2 separate regions of the Anser cygnoides genome follow, and region 2 is linked to region 1. The links are chromatin contacts, called in public Hi-C maps. All regions are on one chromosome and are shown on one strand. The core of a region is the stretch at or near the end of the contact, and the rest is flanking DNA. Distances in the headings are between cores, read along the strand shown.

Evidence for each region. Hi-C and Micro-C count contacts between places; a contact is called where the count stands out from the background.
Region 2: a Hi-C map of liver shows a contact between it and region 1, with 4 times the contacts expected there. The contact joins the promoter of SCAF11 here to the promoter of ARID2 in region 1. A contact is called at or near these places in 2 of 7 Hi-C or Micro-C datasets (both in liver).

The regions. Positions count from the first base shown.
Region 1 is chr1:33,746,755-33,753,789 of Taihu_goose_T2T_genome, forward strand. ARID2 (AT-rich interaction domain 2) reads left to right here and starts at 3,022. Exons shown (of 21, transcript XM_048065822.2): 1 at 3,022-3,898; 2 at 4,059-4,152; 3 at 5,286-5,383. The coding sequence starts at 3,807. It overlaps LOC125182998 (a long non-coding RNA gene), which reads right to left and starts at 1,246. Exons shown (of 8, transcript XR_010829349.1): 1 at 874-1,246; 2 at 348-411.
Region 2 is chr1:33,907,745-33,914,779 of Taihu_goose_T2T_genome, forward strand. It overlaps SCAF11 (SR-related CTD associated factor 11), which reads right to left and starts at 2,553. Exons shown (of 15, transcript XM_048065904.2): 1 at 2,347-2,553. It overlaps LOC106045624 (a long non-coding RNA gene), which reads left to right and starts at 2,867. Exons shown (of 4, transcript XR_001212892.3): 1 at 2,867-3,701; 2 at 3,848-3,973; 3 at 5,495-5,579; 4 at 5,841-7,035.

The DNA.
Region 1 (7,035 bases), core at 1,772-4,271:
TACGTTAATAATTATCACTTCAACAATGAAATAGGTTAACACTTTTATTTAGGCATCATTAAAACGCATGCAATATTAAATCAGGTAAATCAGGAAAAAAAAAAAAGCCTTAATTCATAAACCCTTTCTCTGCCTCAAAGGAGAGGGGAGCCCCCATCACCACAAAAACAGCCAAACAGGTGGTATAATACAAATATAGCTTCTCAGCCATATCGCATGGGATCTCCATCTATTCCAGGTACACGCTAAAGAAGCAAGCTACAGAAAGGCAGACATCGTTAATGTAAAACAGCAATTATTACCAAGCTGGCATCACAAGATCAGAGTCCAATACAGACATTTTGTACCTTGGTGCTGGATAGTGTTACTTGAAGCATCAGCCTAATAGCCGGTTTATTCATAAGGCACGCACTAAAATGAAACAAACAGTAATTAAGTGCTGACAGTGACCTAGTTAGCTACACGAGGAGCCAGCTCGTCCTGTCATTCAGTACAGGTTCGCCAGAATCCCATAGGCACGGTCCCCTCCGCCCGGGCTGCGCGGCCAACAGCGCCTCTCGCCCGGGCAGCCCCGGCCTCCCCCGCCGGGCCGTGCCGGGCCGTGCCGGGCCGCCGGCCGCTCCCGCAGCCCCCGGAGCCCTCGGATGGGGGCGAGCTGGGCCCCGGAGCCGGGGCGGGCAGCGCCGAGGCCGCCGCCTGCCTTCTTTTCCCTTCCCTTCCCTTCTCTACCCCTCCCTTCCCCTCCCCTCCCCTCCCCCGCGCCGCAGCTCCGGCGGCTCGGCGCTGGGCTGAGGCAGCCGCTGACTCGCTGGCTGCTCGCGTCCCCCCTCACCTCCCTCTCCTCCCTCCCTCCCTGCCTGCCCCCCCGCGCACACTTTGTAGAAAAGTCTCCTCTCGGCGGCGGGAGGGCGGTGAAATCCTCCGCTCTCCTCCCTCCGCGCCGTAACGCGAACGAAGCCGCCGCCTTCTGTTCCTCAGCCTTGGCCAAGTCGGCGTTTTGTTGACAGGCTCTGCCGGGCACAAAATGGGGCTGCTGCCGCTTCCATGGGCGCCGCCATTTTGTGAGGAGCCGCCGCCGCGCTGCCTGCAGCCGGAGCCGCAGCCTCAGCCTCAGCCGGCGGCGGCCCCGGGCGCGGCGGAGCGGCGGCGGCCGGGGTCTGTGTAATGGTTGAATAAAGTGACCCCCTCCAGGGAATCCCCAGCTGACGGTTACGTAAGGGACCGTGCGCAATTGCCGAGCATGGAAACCCACCTCGCCCTGCTACGCAACTCGCCTGTCCTCCCCTCTCTGCCACCCACTCCCCTCGCGCGGGGCGAGGAGAGCCACTCACCTCTGCCGCCCGCCCCTCGCCGAGGGGAGACCCCCCGCTCGGGAGGAATTCGGAGGCGAGATTAAAAACCACCGCCCTCTCCCGCGAAGGAAGGTTTAGCTGCGTGTGCCTGAAAGAGCGATTTGGACCCCTCAATCGCTTGTTTGTTTTAAGCCTCTCCCGTTCACATTATCCTGGCTTTGGGAGCCTATTGCTGAAATAGCAGAAACTCAAAGTGTCGCAGGCAGGAGCCTGCTGCAGGTCTCGTTTAAGTCTGGGGGACGGGGGGGGCACCCAAGGCTACAGTGAATAGACACTGCACGTCTTACATTGAAATTGACGCACCACCAGCCCATCCACACAGAGAGGGCAATTGTCAATATTTACTGATTGGAAACCGAGGGATTTCTTTTCTACCCCCCCTGCCCCCCCCCCATAAGTGTGACCCAAGGACAAATCTTACCAACCATCTTGCTCTATTTCTGTCTTTTTATATTCAAGCTGAACCAGCATTCAAGACAAAAAGAAAAACAAAAAATCCTCAAAAAAATGTTTTATTTCCTGAAGTTAGTTAGTCCATGGAATAGAAAGGAATTATAGTTCTCCCTTAAGTGCTCACTTGGGGCCATAATGTGCCATTGATTTCAAAACAGAGCTCTTTACTGACTTTAATGAGGAGTTCTGCTTAAAGAAAACTGAAGGCCCAATCTGGCCTTGAATTTCAGTGTACTGCTTGTGAGGGACCAACATTCCTTCAGCACCCCTTAAACGGGGACAAGCGCTCACCTGAAGCTCTGTTTACTTGTAGGGAAGGACAAACGCCCGCCTGGACCCCCACCGCTTTACCTGGGGAGCAGATTTTAGACAGAAGGCACCGCTGGCTGCGCAGGCCCCTTCTCGCTCCCACCTGCTCCGCAGGTGTGACCGCAGTGCAGGTACTCTCCTGGGCTCCCAGGCGCTGGATACACGTGATGAGGAAAATATTTACAAATACTGCACACGCCATATGCAAAGGGGAGAGCGGGCTGCCGCTTTTGGCTACCGCCAGTCCAGGGTGAGGGCCTCGGCCTTTCTCCTTCAACAATTTTACGCTGTATGTCCTGTTTAGTGATATACAGAAACATATATGTGGCTTAGATCGAGTAGAGCAGTCCTAAAGCTCTTTGCTTACAGGGCAGAGTGTCTCTGAGAGAGAAAAAAAAAAATATTTATGGAGCGAGGCAGAGTTCAGGCCCCTGCTGGCAAACCTCCCCGGGGCACCCCTGCTGGGGAAGGCGCCCCGTGCTCCTCGTTGGGGAAGTTTGGAGCCCCTCACGGCCCGAAACGAGGGGCTCCCGCCGCCCTTGCCGCACAGCGCCTCCCCACCCCCACCCCGCGCTATCCGGGGAGATTTCCTGTCCTTGGAAACACCTCGGGCTGGGGGACTCCAAAGTTTTTCAAAAGTCAAAATCCGCCAGTGCCCCCTTCCGTTGTTGTTTTCTCTCCCCTTGAACTCGAGGCGCTCGGCGTTAGCCCGATTAAAAAAAAAAAAAAAAAAAAAAAAAAAAAAAAACCGGCCCCGCTCCGCGAGCCCACCTCTGCTGCCCTCCCCCCGGAGCAGCGAGCGGGGAGAGGCCGCCGTGGCGAGCCCGGCGCGGAGGGCGCATTTCCCCGGCCCCCAGCCCTGGAACAACCGGTAGTAGCCGTTTTTTTCCTCCCCTCTTCTCCCTCTCCCTCGCCTCTTTCCGCCCGGCTTTGTGTGAAGTTTGCGGCACATTGCAGATGAGCCCTTAGCGGCGAGAGGAGCCTATTGTTCCCCGCCAGGAACTGCTTGCTGGGGCTGCGCTGGCTTTTGCCTTCGGAGCTGCCTCGTGCAGTACCGGGACCGGCCTCCGGGGCCCGCTGTGTTGCGCTCTCGTCCAGGCAGAAGCACGGCGGCCTCAGATCTTTTTGTCTGAGAGAGAAGAGAAGTGAATCCTGCTGCCGCCGCCACCGCCGCCGCCGCCGTAGCTGTACAGTGTGTGTGTGTGAGAGAGCGAGCGAGGGAGCGAGCGAGGGAGAGGGAGATCGCATGGAGCCGCGGCTGTAACACACACACACTGTCAATACCTCACTCCGGCTCCCCCCCCACCCCACCACAACAGTAACCCAATTCATTGTGTGATCCAGCAGCACCATGTTGAGTCTCATGTGCAGGCTGGATCGGTTGGGTTTGTGGTGCTGAGAGAGGCAGCAGCAGCGGGAGGAGGAATTACTGAGAGGTGCCCCTCTCCCTCCCTGTCTCTTTGCCTGTGTGTTGTGTGGAGACAGGACTCGCAATTACCACACTCTCTGGGCTCCCTTATTCCTTTTAAACTTTTTTTTAAACAAGCCCCTCTCCATGGCTGATCCCCGGCCGAGCACGGGCACCTGGGTCTCTTAAAGACAAGGAGGAGCCGGGGATTGTTGTTGTTGTTGTCGGCCGTTTTTTTTTTTAAATTGGATTTTTTTTTTAAGAGGACCTTTTTTATTACAAAAATGGCAAATTCGACGGGTAAAAACCACGCAGACCAGCGGAGAAAGGGACTCGCTTTCCTGGACGAGCTGCGGCAGTTTCACCACAGCAGAGGGTGAGGAAAATGGGGAGATGGAACGGGAGGGGGGGAGGCTTTTAAACCGACCAGATCCAACTTCCAGCCCCTTCCCTGAAGGACACGGCAGCCCCAGCGAGGGGAGAAAAGGGGGCAGAGCTGACAAGTTGTGGTGTTTTGTGTGTATCTCCTTTGGCAGGTCTCCTTTTAAGAAGATCCCTGTGGTGGGTGGGAAGGAGCTGGATCTTCACGCTCTCTACACCAGAGTCACCACTTTAGGCGGATTTGGGAAGGTGAGTGGAAGTTTTAATTTGGCTTTCCCTCCCGCTAACCTCTTCCCAAAAGTCTCCTCTGACCCCCGGGGGCGGCGGGGGGAGCCGGGGTGGCCGGGAACCGTCCTATTTAAAGCCGGTTAGAGAAGGTGGGGGGTGGAAGAAGGAAGCAAGCAGGCAGGCAGGTTGGTGCCTTGGCCTTGTCGGCGGAGCGATGGAGGGGGATCCGGGGGTACGGCGGACCCCCTGGCCGGCCCCCCCCCCGCCCCCGGCCGGGCCCCGGCCCCCTGCCCCCCGTCGCCGGGGGAAGGCGAGGGGGGAGCGGGGCGTTTGGGGCCGTGAGGGGCAGTTTGTTTCGCTTGTGGTCGCAGCTTGTGTGTGCGCCTCTGAGAGGGAGAGACAGAGAGAGGAGAGAGTCTGAGCGCAGTTTTAGTGCAACTCAAAATTAGCGGGCATGTTTAACATCGATAATCGGCACGGAGCATGGGCTAGGGAACGATCCTCGCGGCCGGGGGGGGGCCAGGCGCTGCCCTCCGAGCCCTTCCCGGGGAAAAATAACAAAAGGGGCACCCAAGACGGTGTGTAATCAAATAGCCATCTTTAGGCTTCAAGGCTAGGGACAGAAATGTAGGCCTCAAAAGAAAGGCCTCTCTGTGGCTGGGGAGCTGTCGTGGGGGGACCCATCGGGAGGGCTCCCCCGCTCCCCCGCACCCCGCAGCCCAGGGGGCGCCCCCTCCCAGACTTGCCTGCATTATTTTAAACTTCTTTGGGTTTTTAACGGACCGCGGTAGGATTTAAAAGGGGGCGACAGAGGGACTCCCGATTGGTTATTGTCCAGGCAGTAAAAACAAAAACAAACAAACCCCAAAACAATGCGGGCCCTCCCGGCCGTGCCCCCCGAAATAAAACAAAATACAATAATCGGGGAAAATGTCGGCGAGGAGCGGGATTGTTCCCGAAGGGGAAATATTAGCGGCTGTTAGTAACAAATACAGTCCCAAATCCCATATACATTCCTATTTTTTTTTTCTTCTATATATATTTATCTATTTACTTCGTGGCAGCTCGTGGGTTTTTTTTTTTGCGATGTTCGCTGTCGACGGCAGTGTTTGTGTGTACGTTGTGTATCTCGGCCCGTGTGTTGTTTTTGACAGGTATCTGAGAAGAATCAGTGGGGAGAAATTGTAGAGGAGTTTAACTTTCCCAGAAGTTGTTCTAACGCTGCCTTCGCTTTAAAACAGTATTACTTGCGGTGAGTGCTATCAAGCTGTTGCAGTAGTATTTTTGAGTGTGGGATTATATTTGGTTGTCGGTGTGTGCAATAATAAAAATACCCCTACTCTTAAAAAAAATGCTACAAAATAAACCAGAAAGGACTTCTAATTCCTTATTTGTCTGCTGCAGTGATCACTTAAAGGTAATTATGGTCTGCAGTTATTTTATTTGTATTTTACAGATGCAAGCCTTAAACTTTCAGGGGATCCTAAGTATATAAACAATCCATGTCAGAGCCATTTTAATTGATTATTTTAGAACGGTGGTACTAAAGGACAGTTACTAAGAGATCCTGTTATTGTAGTTACAGAAACTTAGTTAAATTTTTGAACCACTGAAATGTGTTCCTATATGTAAACTTGTTTACTGTTCAGTGGGGTCAGACATTGAAGGAAAATGCATCTGTAGGAAGATATCCAAAGCAGTCTAAATTATACTGTTATCAATTACCAGCAGCATACATTATGTTTTATTTTAGAGTACAAAGATAAATATTTTTTTCCTGTTACTTGAAAAATAGTAGATTTTTGCAGTTTTTAAAAATAAGTTTATATTCCTTGAAGTCATGCAGATTATTTTTTTAAGATGCAGATTTTTTTTTTTTAAATGTAGCATGGAGTTTACATTGAATATTTTAAATTACTGTATGTGGTACTGTCCTGTTATTAAATGATTTTTAAAAAGAAATTAATTTTGATTAACTTAGTGGTTATTTTTTTGTGAAAGATTTTACAGTTATTGCATGTATAGCGTTTCTAGATGCTATATAGACATGATTATATTTAATTTAGAATCAAGTTTAATGTACATTGGTTAAGGAATGTAATTTTATGTTTCTGAACTATATAGATGGTATTTTTTCATTGTAGTTAATGCTAAGATAGATGTGCAATGTGTACAAAAGATGTATGGGCTTTTGGACTTCTGTTTTGGTGATCTGAGTACACACAAGCTTTATCTGTCTCTAGTTTGGCCTTCTGAATTAGGAAATGCAGTAATTGTACAGGTGCACTTTCTATTGGTTGTCCTAGATTGACTTCCAGCTTGAAGCTGTAGAGTTCAGAGCACAGTAGAGCAGTTATTGAGTTACAATGATGTCTGGAAAACCTTAGTCAGAGATCTGTAGTTACTGAATTTTTCTTTTTTTGGTGATGACATATGATTGCTTTAAGATCCAGACTAAGGAAAGAAATTGCCATGGTTAATAGCTTTAGCAAAGTTTATGATTGCTGGTAGGCCTAGGAATGAAGTGGGAAGCTCCCTTCAGGATGTCCCTTTCTGTTTATTTTCTCTCTCTAATACATAGTATTCTGGTAGTGTTGCTAAACATTTGTTGGATCATAGAAAATAGTTTTTGCTTTTTGACTTCTTCTGGTGGACCGTGTAGTTTATTACCTGACTAGATTTCACATTTATTTTGCAAAATGATTTTTTTTTATTATTTTCTGTATTTTAGAAGTGCTTGAAAGCCTAACTTATTGCACTGTGACGTAAGGTGGTGTGTCAATTGTATTTTGGAAGCATTTATATGCTATGATAGTTAAGGAAATTAATGTTAATTTAGCCTTCTAATGACTATTAATTTTTAATAAGATACTACTTTATAATTAAGAATCAAACATCCAAAAA
Region 2 (7,035 bases), core at 1,303-3,802, 160 kb after region 1:
ACAGCGGACTAGTACACACATATGAAATAAAACGTGCCTATGCTGCCGAAAAGCCACGAACTAGTTCTTGTTCTGAAGCACTCTACATAGTGCACACATTAGAAGCCTCTGATATCTACGGCTGTAGTGTTAAATTTATACCTTAAACCTAGTTCTATCTCCAAGTTGGCAAAATAGGCAAAAAAAACCAAAAAACAAACAACGTTGAGACTTACAAAACCTACTTTAATCTCAAATGCATTTCAGAATTCATTCATACAAGTTGTCAGCACTGAGGAATCTTCTTGGACATCAGTAGGAACTAGACCGCACGTTTCTGTTACTGTTAACTGGAAGGACATTTCCTACCCCTCAGCTTAGACTGCCGGCGAAAAAGAAAATCGCAGTGCTGAAGCAGTGGACTCAGCAGGCCAGGTTTCAGTAACTCTGGTACTGGCACGACAAGTCAGCCCGTCCAACTTTTTCCAACAGCGTTCTGCCACTCCTCCAATACACAACATTAACTGAAACAAACCACCCTTACGGCAATTACTATATAAAGCAAACTTTAGCTAACCTAAGTTTTTGCACTTTTTATAGTACTCAGGGCAATGGAAAACTGAGAATATTCAGCAAAGAAGCTCTGTAACCGGTAGAAGCAGATGTTTGTAACCAGAGCAGAACCATTACGCATCACGAGCAGAACCATATACAAGTTTTATAAAGCCAGAGGCTAAAACTCATGTATAAAGTGTGACTCAAACTACAGTCAGTCAAGAGCAAAAAGAAGCTCTTTATCACCTGGGTGGTTTAAAAGTGACAGCTGAGTAATTGTAAAACAACAAACTTACATCTCCATGTTGAGTCAAACTCAAGATCCTTCATGTATTGTGCTCGAGCTCTACGAATTAACATTGAAAAAAACTCACCAAATTCGTGGAGAAGCATTCCCCGTCTTAAAGTGATCCGAGCACAAGATAAACTAGTGCCTCCAGTTTTATTTTTATTAGAGAAAGCCTAAAAACATTCTGTTTTAAGACAATTTGGATGAGAGAGAGAGATGATGTTTTTCTGAGGCCACAAAGTTCTTGTCCATTCTGCATAATCAGAAGCAAACTTTAAGTCACGTGGAACATAAAATAAAATTGGTGTATTTCTTATGTGGGCCATCTATCACTCTGGAGGTCAACGCATCAGTAACTGTAAACTACTGAAATAAAACCTGTTGAAGTCTGACATTGTAACTTTTAGTAAAAACCTAAATAGTACCCCGCCCTCCCCCCCCCATTTCTCTTGTCTCCTCTAAGGAAAGCAAACAAAAGTTATTATATTCATTAAAAAAAAAAGAACAAACACTAAAGGAAACATTTGGAAGAAGTTCTTGGGAACTTTTCCAAGCCTTCTCCATATGGCAGAAGAGGATGCTATTTTTTTTTGGTGCATATGCATCTCCAAGTACAGCTTCCCAAAAACGAAAAAAAGAAAGAGACGTGGTTTACCCTATATGATCAACCAACTAACATTGGATTTTAGTCACTGACATTTCATTTAAGAAATCCACTCTTTACGTTAAGAAAGGAAGAAACCACGACAAACTGACTAGAGGCTTCCCCTGTTCTCCCATGCACAAGAAAGTTTGAACACCCAAACTGTAAAATTCTGCGCTAAACTACAACTCACTTAAAGCTCTGACCCAAAGGAGAGTTAAAAGCTCGATGCGTTAACGATGCACAAACACGACACCAGCCACTAGAGTTAGCTTTTTTTCCTGAAAAAAAAGATATGTGAAGCCTCACAAGCGGTTGTCCAACAACAAGGGCATTCCGATCCACCACACGCTTATCGTTTGGGCTGGAGCAGCCACGACAGTTTGTTCACATTTTTATAAAGCGATTCTTTGCCAGCGGCAAACTCAGTCGCTGATACCAGATATCAGTAACGCTTTGGGCTCTCTCCCTGCTACCTCGTTCTTCCCGAAAAGTTGCTCTGCAGGGAATATTACGGGAGGAGAGGGGTTAGCCCCACCAAACCGTGCCGCATTCAGGTGCCAAACGCGTTGTCAGAGCCGGCCACGCTGCGGGCCGGTCCCCCAGCCCCCCGCACGCTCCCCGAGGAGCCCCAGGACGGGCAGCGCTGCGGAGCACAGCGGCGGCGCCCCGGCGGCCTGCCAGCCCCCTGCCAGCCCCCTGCCAGCCCCGCTCGGCGTGGGGCAGCCCGGGACGGGCTCCGGAGCCGCCCCGTTTTGGGAGCCGGCCGGCGGGGGCGGGCAGGCCGGGAGCAGCCGCACCGCCGGGCCCTGAGGGAGGGGAAGGCCCCGCCGGGCCCGGGCCGCCCCCCGGGCGCTCCCCATCCCCGCCGCCGCTTTACCTGGCGCCGTCCCCACCATGGAGCGGAGCCTCCGGTTGTCCCCAACGCCGCCTCCGCCGCCGCCGCTGCTGCTGCTGCCGCCTGGGGGCTTCCTCCAGCGGCTCGCCGCCTGCCTCCGGGGCCGAGCGGCGGAGCGGGCTCAGCGGCCGCCGGGCCACATGTCCGCCGGGACGGGACGGGGCTGCGCGGTACCGGCGGGGCCCGCGGGGGGGCGCTGCGCGGGGAGGGAGGGGAGGAGGCGGCGTGGCGGCCGCCAGCGAGACGCCTCCAAACCGCCCCGCCCGCGGCGGCATTGTGGGAAAGGTCCTCCCGGGGCGGGGGGCGGCACCGGGCGGGGAGGCGGGGCGCGGGCGGGGGCACGTGACCCGCCGCCGGTTGGCGGGGCGGGGCGGTGGGGGGGGGGGAGGCGCGGGGCGGGCTCGGGCGCCCCCTGCTGGCGGCGAGGCGGAGGGGCGCGGCCCGGCCCGGGCGGCGGTGGCGTCATCACAGCGCGACGGGGGGGGGGGGGGGGGGGGGGGGGGGGGGGGTGTGAGGGTCAGCTCCCTCGTTCCTTCACAGCCTTCCCTTCTTCGCTATTTTAATAACCTGAACCCATCTCGGCCCCTCGTTTTAATAAACTCAACCCAAAGCAGCCTCTGTCTGTTCGTTATGCGAGTGTGGTGTGGCCGATGTGGCGCAGCGGGGCGATGAGCACAGCCCTGCGTATGCTGGGGGCGATGGCTATGGCCATGGCCATGGCGATGGCGGGTGAGGGACGAGGGGGCGGTAGGGTGATGGCCGCCCGCCCTACCAGGCTGCCCGGCCAGGAGGCGGTGGCGGGCTGGGGCTTGGTGGAGTGTGGCGGTGTGGCTGTTGGGGCACGGTGGGGCAAGGTGCACGTCGGAGTCTGTCTTGGGAGAGTGGTGGCACCTCGTTATGGAGAATATTAATTTAGGATTAAGTCAGAAGAGCTTGAATTAAGTAAGAGCAGCCCGTGGGGACAGCGCGTGAGGAGAGGCAGAGGAAGAAAGGGAAGGACTGGCTTCATTAGCGGGCTGCAGGGAAATGTAATAATAAGCAGGTCTCTAGCCATAGGTAGGAAAGCACAGACAGAAGAAAGACGACGAAATGTGTAAGGTAAGTCTGACTTTAAGGGTTACTAAGGTTAATGAACTCCATCATCTGAAGAAAGGAATGAGCTGTTTTGAAGGATGAGATTAAAGAAAGCCCTGTTGCAGACTAAGACAGATGACTTTCAGTGATGCATCTTGAGTAGACTGAAATCTTGAATGACCCTCAAACAAGACACTGAAGCAGTTAAGAAGGAGGAATGGTGAGGGAACAACAGCACTGTGTTCGACTATCCGGTCACAGAGGTAAGGTTTTGTTGCAAGGAGGCCGTGGTACACAGAACTGCCGTATGTTTTTACTCACTATTGAGTCTCGTAGTTAGAATGACTCCTAAGTCACTTGAGACTCAGAGATGTAGAGGAAGCCTCGGTATTCGCTGTTTCTGTCACAGGTCGTGAAGACGTTGCTGTCAGCTCCTCTTGCTGCACAGATCACGTTGCGCAGAGGAGCCAGGGAAGCTGATGGGAGGTTTCAGTGACAGAGAGGAATGCAAGGAGAAACACTCATCACGTTTGAGGTGCTGTCTGTACTTTTGTTTGATCCTGTGACCGTGTATCTTACATGGGTAAAAGAGAGGCATCCTTATCCTTTCCAGCACTGACCTTTATACCTACTCATACAGCTTCAAAAGTATGCTGTATTACCAGAGCTCCTTTGGCCCTTTCTCATCCACCTTTGGAGACGAGCACGTGTTGTACACTGTTTACAGTTGAGAGGAAAACCTGGGACTTCACTGCTGTCAGGTTCTGAGCTTTTCTGTGTGCCAACAAAGTTCCTGCCCTCAGAGGTTTCCAGTCCTACCTGGGCTGAAGAGATTTCAATAACGATATGGTAGATCAAGGGGAGGTGGTGGATGAAAAAGCAAGGATGAGGCAGGGCATGGTAGAGTGGAACTCCTGGAGGGCGAAGCGGTAGCTATCCGTGAGTGCAGAAATTAGGATTAGCATAGAGTGCAGAGGGGAAAATGGAAATACTTGTGTTTTGGTGTTGTAAATTTGAATTTTTTTTACTTTGGAGTATCCTTCACCGTTGAAATGATCCTATGCCATTTATTATCTGAAAACCATTGCACGAGGGCAAACAAGGGATGGGCAACACTGACCTTGTGATTATTTCTTTCTCAATGTAATAAACCCAAATGAACATGAAGTGGTATTTTTGTAGTCTCTAAGCTGCCAGTACTACATTGTGTCTCTGAAAGAGATGGAGTGAAAAAAAATTAAATTAGTAAGCTGTTCTTCCTATAGTGACATTTTTGGGATTGATTGATTAAAGCTACCAAAATATTCAATATCCAGGGAACAGAAGAACCATTGATGACATGATGTTTTTGCTCTTTGTTTTCAGATGCTCATTTGAGCAATGAACGATTCGTCTCTTTAGCTCTTGTATTCTGGGCTTTTGAGGAATGTAGGTATATTCAAATGGCATAAAAAAAAGTCTGGAGTAGACTCAGAGCTGATTCAGAACTCATTCAACCTCTTTGCCCCCATTTAGGATCAGTCTTGTATCCATTGCTCCTTTGTTCACTTTGTGCTTCAAGGCCTCTGTAGGTGGACTGTCTCTTCCAAAGCGTCCTCAGGCAAGCTATTTCTCTGGTTTAAAATTTCTGCTTTTGTTAAGCTGCTCATAATCCATAACCTGGATCCTTCCTGTTGCATCAGAAGCCCATAGTTTTAGTCCTGTCCACCGCTGGCACAGGGAACAACAGATTGTTTCCTTCCTCTTTGCAACATATTTTTATCTGGTCTTAACTTTAAAAAAATTATTCCCAGACTTCTTTTTTAGGCTAAACAGCATCGAAAGGCCCACTAAAATCAAGTATATCAGTGTTCTGTCTCTCCTGTCCAAAGGGCATGTTAGTCTGGTATAAAATGAATTGTGATGGGTATGACATCATTTGATGTTGGTTCATACCTTCTTATCTTTGAGGTACTTGCAAGGGGGTTGCTTGATTACTTTTTTTTTCCAGAAGTTTTCTGTGTGTCTCTTTATTCCCCTTTCCAGCAATGAGTTTTGATCTTTGCTTTCATTTCAGATTCAATTTTGACTTGTGTTTAGATGTGATGCAGAAACAAAAACAGACAAGAAACAACAACAACAAAACCTTGGACATAAACTAGGTAGCTTACCTCATTTTTCTAATAATGTAGTAGTCTGAACTTTCTGTCTTTAGTACTTGCATTTTCATTGCTTCTTAGGGAATTTTTAATTTGGGAGTTCTGGAGCATATGTATATGTATCCAAGTAAGTAGGTTGTGTATTCTGTGTGTCATAATGCCTTGGATACTTGGCTGCACTAACAAAGCTATTTCAGTGTTAGAGTTTTTCATTCTTTAATAGTTCTGAAAGCCTGATTGAGATATTGTGTTTTTTATTTACAGGCGACATGTCTTTGCTTGTAAGCGTCATTGTTTGGAAATACAGCATAATATTATATAAATGAAAGTAAGCAGAATGAGTCAACAGATACTAATGAGGAATTACAGACTTCTGCTTTTTTAGCCAAAGAGAATGCAAAAGGCTGGTCTGCAAAAGTTTGGTCTAAAACCTGAAAAAATCTGTTTTGGGAGTGTAGCAAATTTAGATAACTACTTTTTTTTTTTTTTTTTTCTCCTTGTATTTGTTTTAATAAATTCTAAGGGCCACGTTGGAAACTTTTTACAATTGTCAGTTATCAAACATCTGCTTTGGTTCACTGCCCATTAAAGCCTTCCCCCATCTCATAGAACATACTCATCCCTTTCAGATATCGATACTGGACTTGTTTTGCCCAGCCGCAGAAGACAGTGAAGACTGGAGTCTTTTTTTTTTTTTTTGTATTATAATTCATTAGAAGGGATTAATCAGCCACTGCTAATTCTATTATTGGTATTTGAACCAACCATTTATAAAACTAAATATAGAAACTCTGTTGGCTTCATCTTTGACAACATTCATCTCCAGAAGGATCTGATGGGTGTGATCAGATAAGATAAGACTTGGCAGCACACATTTCAGAGTCACATTATTTCCATACCCAGGAACCACGCATCAGCTCCTGAGAGTTTCCCGTTCAATTAAAGCATGTTCTGGCTGTGAAGCTGAAGGGGAGGATCTTGGATAAAACCCTAGAAAACAAGACTCTCTCAGTTCTTTGTGGATAGCACCAGTCCTTTTATATAGGATCAGAGGAATTTTATAATGCTCTTGGCCAGAGTTTTCTTCTCCGTATGCTGTTAGTGGTCACACTTTGACGGTGCTCCGTGGAGATGTGTTGGAATCCTCTGGAATAAATCCCACTGTAGAAATGAAAGATGTTATTAACAGCAAGACTGAATATCATGAAGAAGAAAAGGTTTCTTGTGTTTAGGGTTATGAGGAAACAGGATGTGAGATAATTAGCCATAATTTATAATATATAACCATATTGTTTCCTTGCGAAGGAATTGGGATGGGTGTTAGCCTGTCATGGAGACACTATTCTTTAATTATTCCAAGAGTTCCCATGAGCATTTTACAAATATTCTAGCAGTGAGCTGTGACAAACCACATTCTTTCGCAGTCTTGAAACAAAAAATGCTTGGAGCTTTTGACAGC